Regions from separate parts of the Mus musculus genome. Here region 2 is linked to region 1. Evidence: chromatin contacts called from public HiChIP or PLAC-seq data. All regions are on one chromosome and are shown on one strand. The core of a region is the stretch at or near the end of the contact, and the rest is flanking DNA. Distances in the headings are between cores, read along the strand shown.

The links. HiChIP or PLAC-seq counts read pairs in DNA pulled down with a chosen protein or histone mark.
Region 2: a contact with region 1 is called in a BATF HiChIP or PLAC-seq map of CD8 T cells, with 10 read pairs. The contact joins two enhancer-like sites. A contact is called at or near these places in 6 of 39 promoter capture datasets (embryonic stem cells, hippocampal neurons, liver and 2 more), 6 of 484 Hi-C or Micro-C datasets (the MNK3 cell line, cerebellum, cortical neurons and 1 more), 9 of 115 datasets of contacts at active chromatin or transcription factors (CD8 T cells, embryonic forebrain, embryonic stem cells and 3 more) and 3 of 9 other capture datasets (adipose tissue, liver and pancreatic islet).

The regions. Positions count from the first base shown.
Region 1 is chr10:116,485,870-116,489,130 of GRCm38.p6, forward strand. It overlaps Cnot2 (CCR4-NOT transcription complex, subunit 2), which reads right to left. Exons shown (of 16, transcript NM_001037846.3): 16 at 1-417. The coding sequence ends at 331. Among named protein-coding and RNA genes, the nearest start is that of Kcnmb4, 14 kb to the left of the region's middle. Within about 2 kb of position 1,697, at least 22 of the 459 cell types and tissues checked have an H3K27ac peak or open chromatin away from gene starts, as enhancers often do. A contact at or near this core is called in CD8 T cells, the MNK3 cell line and memory CD8 T cells, where this site is marked.
Region 2 is chr10:116,653,382-116,656,642 of GRCm38.p6, forward strand. No RefSeq gene overlaps it. Among named protein-coding and RNA genes, the nearest start is that of Gm26579, 20 kb to the right of the region's middle. Within about 2 kb of position 1,805, at least 19 of the 459 cell types and tissues checked have an H3K27ac peak or open chromatin away from gene starts, as enhancers often do. A contact at or near this core is called in CD8 T cells, the MNK3 cell line and memory CD8 T cells, where this site is marked.

The DNA of each region.
Region 1 (3,261 bases), core at 447-2,946:
TGGGTTTTCTTTTTTTACATTTAAGAAACTAAATGGTAATTTCTGTCAGTGTACTTGCTTGTCTTTATAGACCCAAGTCTGTCTGCTGGCAAAAAGAAAATAAATGAAAAAATTCAGACCCTGCTCAAAGTAGAGAAAACAAATTACAAATTTAGTTGTTGGGCAGCACATAATTGGTAAGGCAGGACCTCAAATGGTGACCCTTTCTTTACGTAAGCCAATTGCCAGATCCTCAAGGGATTAAAACCAGGGTGCCTGAGCCACATCAGCTCTGCAGTTATGTCGAGTATTGTGCTGAGACAGCCATACCCCAAGAAAAGGGAAGTCTTTTTAGAAGGCTTGCTGAGCAGGGTTGTAGTTGAAGGTGGATGGCAGGTGAGGCCGCTCTTCTAATTTGTCATATTCCAGATGGAACTCCTACAAAAGAACATCAAAATTGAGAATTTAAATTACTTCATAGTGCTCTTTTAAAAACATTTACTGTGAGTGTGTATGTGAAGACAGACAGACAGACACAGACACACACAGGCGCGTGTGCAAACACAGTCATGTGTGAGGGCCAGAGGACTATCTGCAAGGTATAGGACTTATACCATACATGTTCTGGGAATCAAATTTGGGTAGGTCATTAGTCTCCTTGGAAATAGCCTTTCCCTCTGTGGCATCTCACTAGTCTAAGTGTCTCTTTTAAGGGTTCCCCCCTCCCCTTTGGTCAAGATATATTTTCTATATGAATAATTAAAACGAGTCCACCTAAAGAAAACAGAGACACACACATACTAGCTCTTTCCCCTTTTAAGTAAGCAGTCCAGACAACAGCAGTGCCCTTTGCCTACTATCTGGCAGGTACACAGTATAGACTTCTGAATGTAGGATCAGTAACTCAGAAATGTGTATTCATAAAAATTATGTGCAAATTTTACTTAGAAATAAGAAGTGAAATTATTACAGCTCTAATGCAAAAGACTGAAGATTACAGGATGTTTAAAATAAAGCATTCCAATAAAGTACAAAAGCAAAACCAAAATAAGGAACGACCCCGACGTTTTGTTTATGTTTAAAATGAGGCACTTCCCAATATCCCTTAATGACAATTTTTTTTTAAAGCAAGGTTATACTTTAACTTCACTAAAATCTCAGGGAAACAAAGAGCTGAAACACACACATCTCAAGCGCTCCCATTTCACAGATGGCAGAGAACAGTCATTTAAAGCCACAGAGTGGTTTTGGTGTCTAGCTATCTGAAAGCTAAGTGGATTAGTGATCTTAATCAAACTGTTTTCAAGCTGGTTTTGTCTGTACTGTAGCTGCTTATTTGTAGGCTTATTTGCAGGCAGAGAGCACCGTGGTTTTCCACTTTCCCCTCAGAGCTTGGCTCAGGCCCCTGGCTTGTTGGCGAGCATCTGGACCACAGAGCCATCTTGCTGCCCCTCCCCACGCTTAAGACAAAGTCTTGCTGGGGAGTTTAGCCTGGCTTTGAAACTCCCTACATAACCCAAGCTGGCTCCAAATTCATAACTCTACCCACTCAGCCTCCAGAATACTTCCTACGTTACAGGTTTGTGCCAGCACTTTGCTTCAAGTTTTAAGATTTAAGAATACAAGTTTTCACGATCACCACTAGAAATGCAAATTTAAGTGTATACTTAAAACAAAACCAATACCCTGTAACCACAGAAAGGAAATGCTCTAAAATTACTCATTCTGACCCGAATCTAACTAGCACAAGCTATTCTGAAATCTCACTCAAGTTTTTAACCCTCAACATACACTGGCTACTGAAGATTAAATAATACTGTGCTTGGTAACAAACTGACTCTATAATGGATGTTTCTATTATTAAATTAAATGAAGTTTTACATAGTTAAAATGAAAGCTTAGGCCATAGTGATCAAGCTTTTGGACACCAAATCAAGTATTCAAAATCAGAGACATCACAATAACAATTAGACATATAACTTGCCCGCCTAGTATGAAGAAAACTAAAGAAAAAGCTATAGTTTATCCAAATTTTTTATGTATCTTGAGAAGTAGGTATTTAAATCCCCCCCCCTTCCCCGTAAGACACACTGAAGACTAGGATCTAAACTCAAAAGGGTCTGTCTTAATATAACATGTGATGGTTTTATGAGGTTTTAATACTTTTAATACAAGACTCAAAACAAATTTACTTCATTACACCCTCTCCAAATTAACTCTGAAAATATTATGTGCCTTCAAAAGGGTTAATAAAGGTACTCTGTGGTGACATCATTCTTAAAAGAAGTCTGTGTCCTATGACTGAGAAAGGCACAGGGCTACTTGCTTACCAGCAAGGAGGAGCAAACACAAGAGCTGCTGTCCTTGGCTCCCCATAAGCCCTTGTCCCTCCCAACTCACGGCTAAAGTTGAATATCCACATTTACAGTTAACAAAAATCTTCCAGTTAAACCATTCTTTGAAATGAAAATGCATATTGGCTTCTATAATATACAAGCTATAAAAAGCTTATGTGCAGTTTTAACCAATGATAAACTGTAAGTCACATTTTATAAACACTGGCAAGCTACACTGCTTTATTAGTACCTAAACCAATTAACCCCATCAATGTTAATGTTTGCCCATACATAGTATTTAAAAAAAAAAAGATTAGTTTAACTCTAGGGAGCATAAATACTTTAATAGTTAAAATATTCAAGTGATATTAAGAAATTATATAGGTCAAATCTTGTCTGATACATTGGTAATTTTTTTGTCTTCTGCCTTCCACATATTTTTATTCTTAAAGTCTTCCATCTAACTCGATTATCTATAGCATCTTTTACATGTCAATGACATGTCTTTTACATGTCAGTGATATACACACATACTATGGACAGAATGCAGAAAGGAACTGCCTTGTCTATCACATCTAACGCTTACAATAGTAAGTGGCCCTTAGCACTCGTGAGTTAATACAGCAAGGCTTCTGGGGGCTTGAGTGGGAGCAGCCTGCACAGGTCCATCTATCTGAGCTCAGTCACCAGGAGTGCAGCTGTCTGAGAGGACAAGAAGGAAGAGGTGTGTGCCCTATTGGAGGAAGTGTGTTACTGCTGGTGGGCAATAAGGTTTCAAAAGCCCTTGCTAGGCCCAGTCCCTCCTTCTTCCTGCTGCCCGCGTATCAAATATAGGATTCTCAGCTCCTTCTCCAGCATCTTATCTGCCTGCCTCCTGCCATGTTCCCTCTCATAATAATGGACTCACTCTGAACTGTAAGCCAGTCCACAATGAAATGTTTTCTTT
Region 2 (3,261 bases), core at 555-3,054, 170 kb after region 1:
CACGAAAATCAGGTAGTGAAGGGAAAATGTCTTGTTTCCTTCCAGGAAACATCATGCGAATAAACTAAAAGCTTTACTGCATAGAGAAGAATAGTGAAATCCAAAATCCATCTGCAAATAGTGGAGGATTTCTCCCGTTTCACTAGGCGCATGCGCTGAATGGCTACTGTCCCGTCTCACGGTGGATCGGTGTGCTCTAACACAGATCTGGCCATCTGTCCTTGTTTTCTTCCATTTGCAGCATCTGTTCGCCCTGCTGCCTTTCTCTGCTTTTTGAATCACACAGCGTAAGCTGTCCCAGAAATGCAATTGTGAGCCACGAGCAACTCGTCTATATTCACCTACACAGTAACGTTTACAATGTTGAGATTTGGGGCTGGAGGGATGGCTCAGAGATTAAGAACAGTGGCTGCTCCTCCAGAGACTAGGAGTCAATTTCCAGCCCACCTACATGGCAGCCCAGAACCATCTGTAACCCAAGTCCCAGGGAGTCCGACTCCCCCTACTGGCACTTCATGTACATGACACATACATGCTGGCAAAACATCTATACATATAAAAAAAAAAAAAACAAAAAAAAATTTAAGATTTATGTGTGTTTGCTTCAATTAAGTTGTTATTGACATGATTTTTTGAACATGTTGCAAAAAACCAAATATATAAACCTACACCTATTTTTGGAAGAATTCATGTAGTTTGCTATCATACTGAAAAGGTTTAATAAAGAGTGTGTTTCGAGGATGAAGGCTGGTCTGCCCGGACAGATCTCAGCACTGTGCTTTCCCGCCTGGGCTAGAACAGTAGCTACCCCAGGGCATCTCAGCGAGAGTCTGCGGTCATCCGAGAACCTGCCCAGCCTGCACACCGCAGAGCTAGTTCCAGCCAGCCAGGCTTTTGGTACACCCAGGCCGGAAGCTACTAAGATGAAGACAGCTCTATTGAGCATTTATCACTTGTCCAGTCACAAGGTCAGACCCAACCTGCTTGATAGGCAAGACAAGAAGCTCCAGGTTCACCTGACGAGTTCCCGCGTCTACATCCGGGAAACACGAATTTTAAAGAACCCAGAAAGAAGTTTCTCCACGGCTTCACTCCTCCCTCCTGCTTTATTTCCAGCCCCCCCCCCCATGTTCTTCGATGTTGTTCCACTTTTAAATGCTTTTACGTTTTGATTTTTTATTCTCTTCCGTTTATCAAATTTTGCATATGCTTTTTTTTTTTTTTGTGAATCCCTCTAGGCCTAGACCTTTTTTGTTTTTTTTAAAAAGTTTCCTTTTATTATTTTATGTATATGTGTGTTTTGCCTGCATGTGTGTCTATGCAACTCGTGCATGCCTGGTGTTCATGAAAGGCAGAGGTGGGCATTGGATCCCTTGGAACTGGAATTACAGACATTTGAGAGCTGGTGTGTGGGTACTAGGATTGAACCTTGGTCCTCTGGAAAAGCTGTCAGTGCTTGTAACTGCTGAGCCATCTCTCCAGTCCCTGGGCATGCAGCTTTCTTCTTTTTTTCTTTCTTTCTTTCTCTCTTTCTTTCTTTCTTTCTTTCTTTCTTTCTTTCTTTCTTTCTTTCTTTCTTTCTTTCTTCCTTCCTTCCTTCCTTCCTTCCTTCCTTCCTTCCTTTCTTTCTTTCTTTTTCTCTCTTTCTTTCAATTTTATTTTATTTTATTTTATTTTTTTTCACTCCAGATTTTATCCCCCTCCCAGTCCTCCCGCTGAAGTGTTCCACATCCCATACCTCCCCTGTACCTTGTCTCCACGAGGATGTCTTCACCCCCACCCCCACTTCCTGGGGCCTCCAGTCTCTTGAGGGTTATGTGCATCTTCTCTGACTGAATCAGCAGACCCGGCAGTCCTCTGCTGTATATGTGTTGGGGCTCCATATCGATTAGTGGGTAACCTGATGTTGTAATCTCTTGCTCTCCCACACTCTCTCCAGTGCTTTTCATTTATCCTGGTTGCTTCTTTTTTTTTCCCTGTCCTTTTTTTTTTTGCCCCTTCCTTTGTGACATTCATTTACTTTTCTGTATTTGTCTTAAACAGTTCTTAGTTTCATGACATTCTTTATATCTATTTACCTTTGGTTATTCTATAGTCATTGTTCATACTAATCATGCTTAAATGTATCTCTATATCTTGTTTGGTTTAGTGGTATTGTTGTGACAGTAATTTTCTTTCTCAGTTGTACTGGGGGATTTCCCATTAAGAAGATTCTCAAACGGGGTGTGGTGGCACAAGCTTCTAACCCAGCCCTTGAGTCGGAGGCCAGTCTAGTCTACACAGCAAGCCCCAGCCCAGCCAGCACTCTGTGGTAAGATTGTGTCTCAAAAGAAATAGATACATAAAGAGGATTGTCAAATAAAATTGGGAGACATATACCTATCAATGTATATAAACCAACAGCTGTGAAGATTGCAATACAGAAGCCTGAGAAACAGAAAGACACAGGACCCACAATGTCTCTGGGAGATCAAAAGTTCCCGATGACTGAACCCAAAGACACTGACATGATCAAAATGCCAAAAAGAAAAAAAAGAAAAGAAAAGAAAAGAAAAGAAAAAAATTAAATCTACCTTTAAAAATAAACAGTGGACATAAAGAGGAAGTAAACAAGAAGATGAACGAAGAATTGTGGCTTCACTGACAAATTGTACTAACAGTGACCTTCAGTATTCGAGAAAATAGACAGGGAAGGAGCACGATCAAACTCACCCCACAAAGACAGGGAATCCCTCATACAAAAGCTAGGCAAGCACTCAGCATGGCAGGAAAGCAGGAAGGGACCGTTGTGGAGAGGAAGGGGGTCAGGAGAAGGGAGAGAGGCAAGGAGCAGAATGGGGGTCAAGTATGAATGCGGTACAGCGATGTATGTGTATAACCACCACAGGAAACGCATCTTATTGCATGCTAACTTTAAAAGTAATGAATAAAAACACCCAACTCTTTCCACAGTGAAAGAGAAACAAGCAAATATCACAGTAAGTTTTCCCTGCCACTCGGGAGATCTGAGTCCCCCGCCCCCCTCCCCACTCACCCCCCCAACATCCCCCTCCCCCCAGGAAACTCAGCACTGCTGAAATAAATTCAGAAAGAATAAAATTCAGTTGTCTGTCTGTGCTGGACTCCAGAAAATGTTAAGTGATTTATTTGAGATGCTACACTGCCAGGTCTTCATGGGGCTGCCCTGCTAGCTCTCTGTTTCTTCTGTGGAAAAATTACAGCGATATTAACTGAGAGGATTTTGCTGCGGACATCAATGCC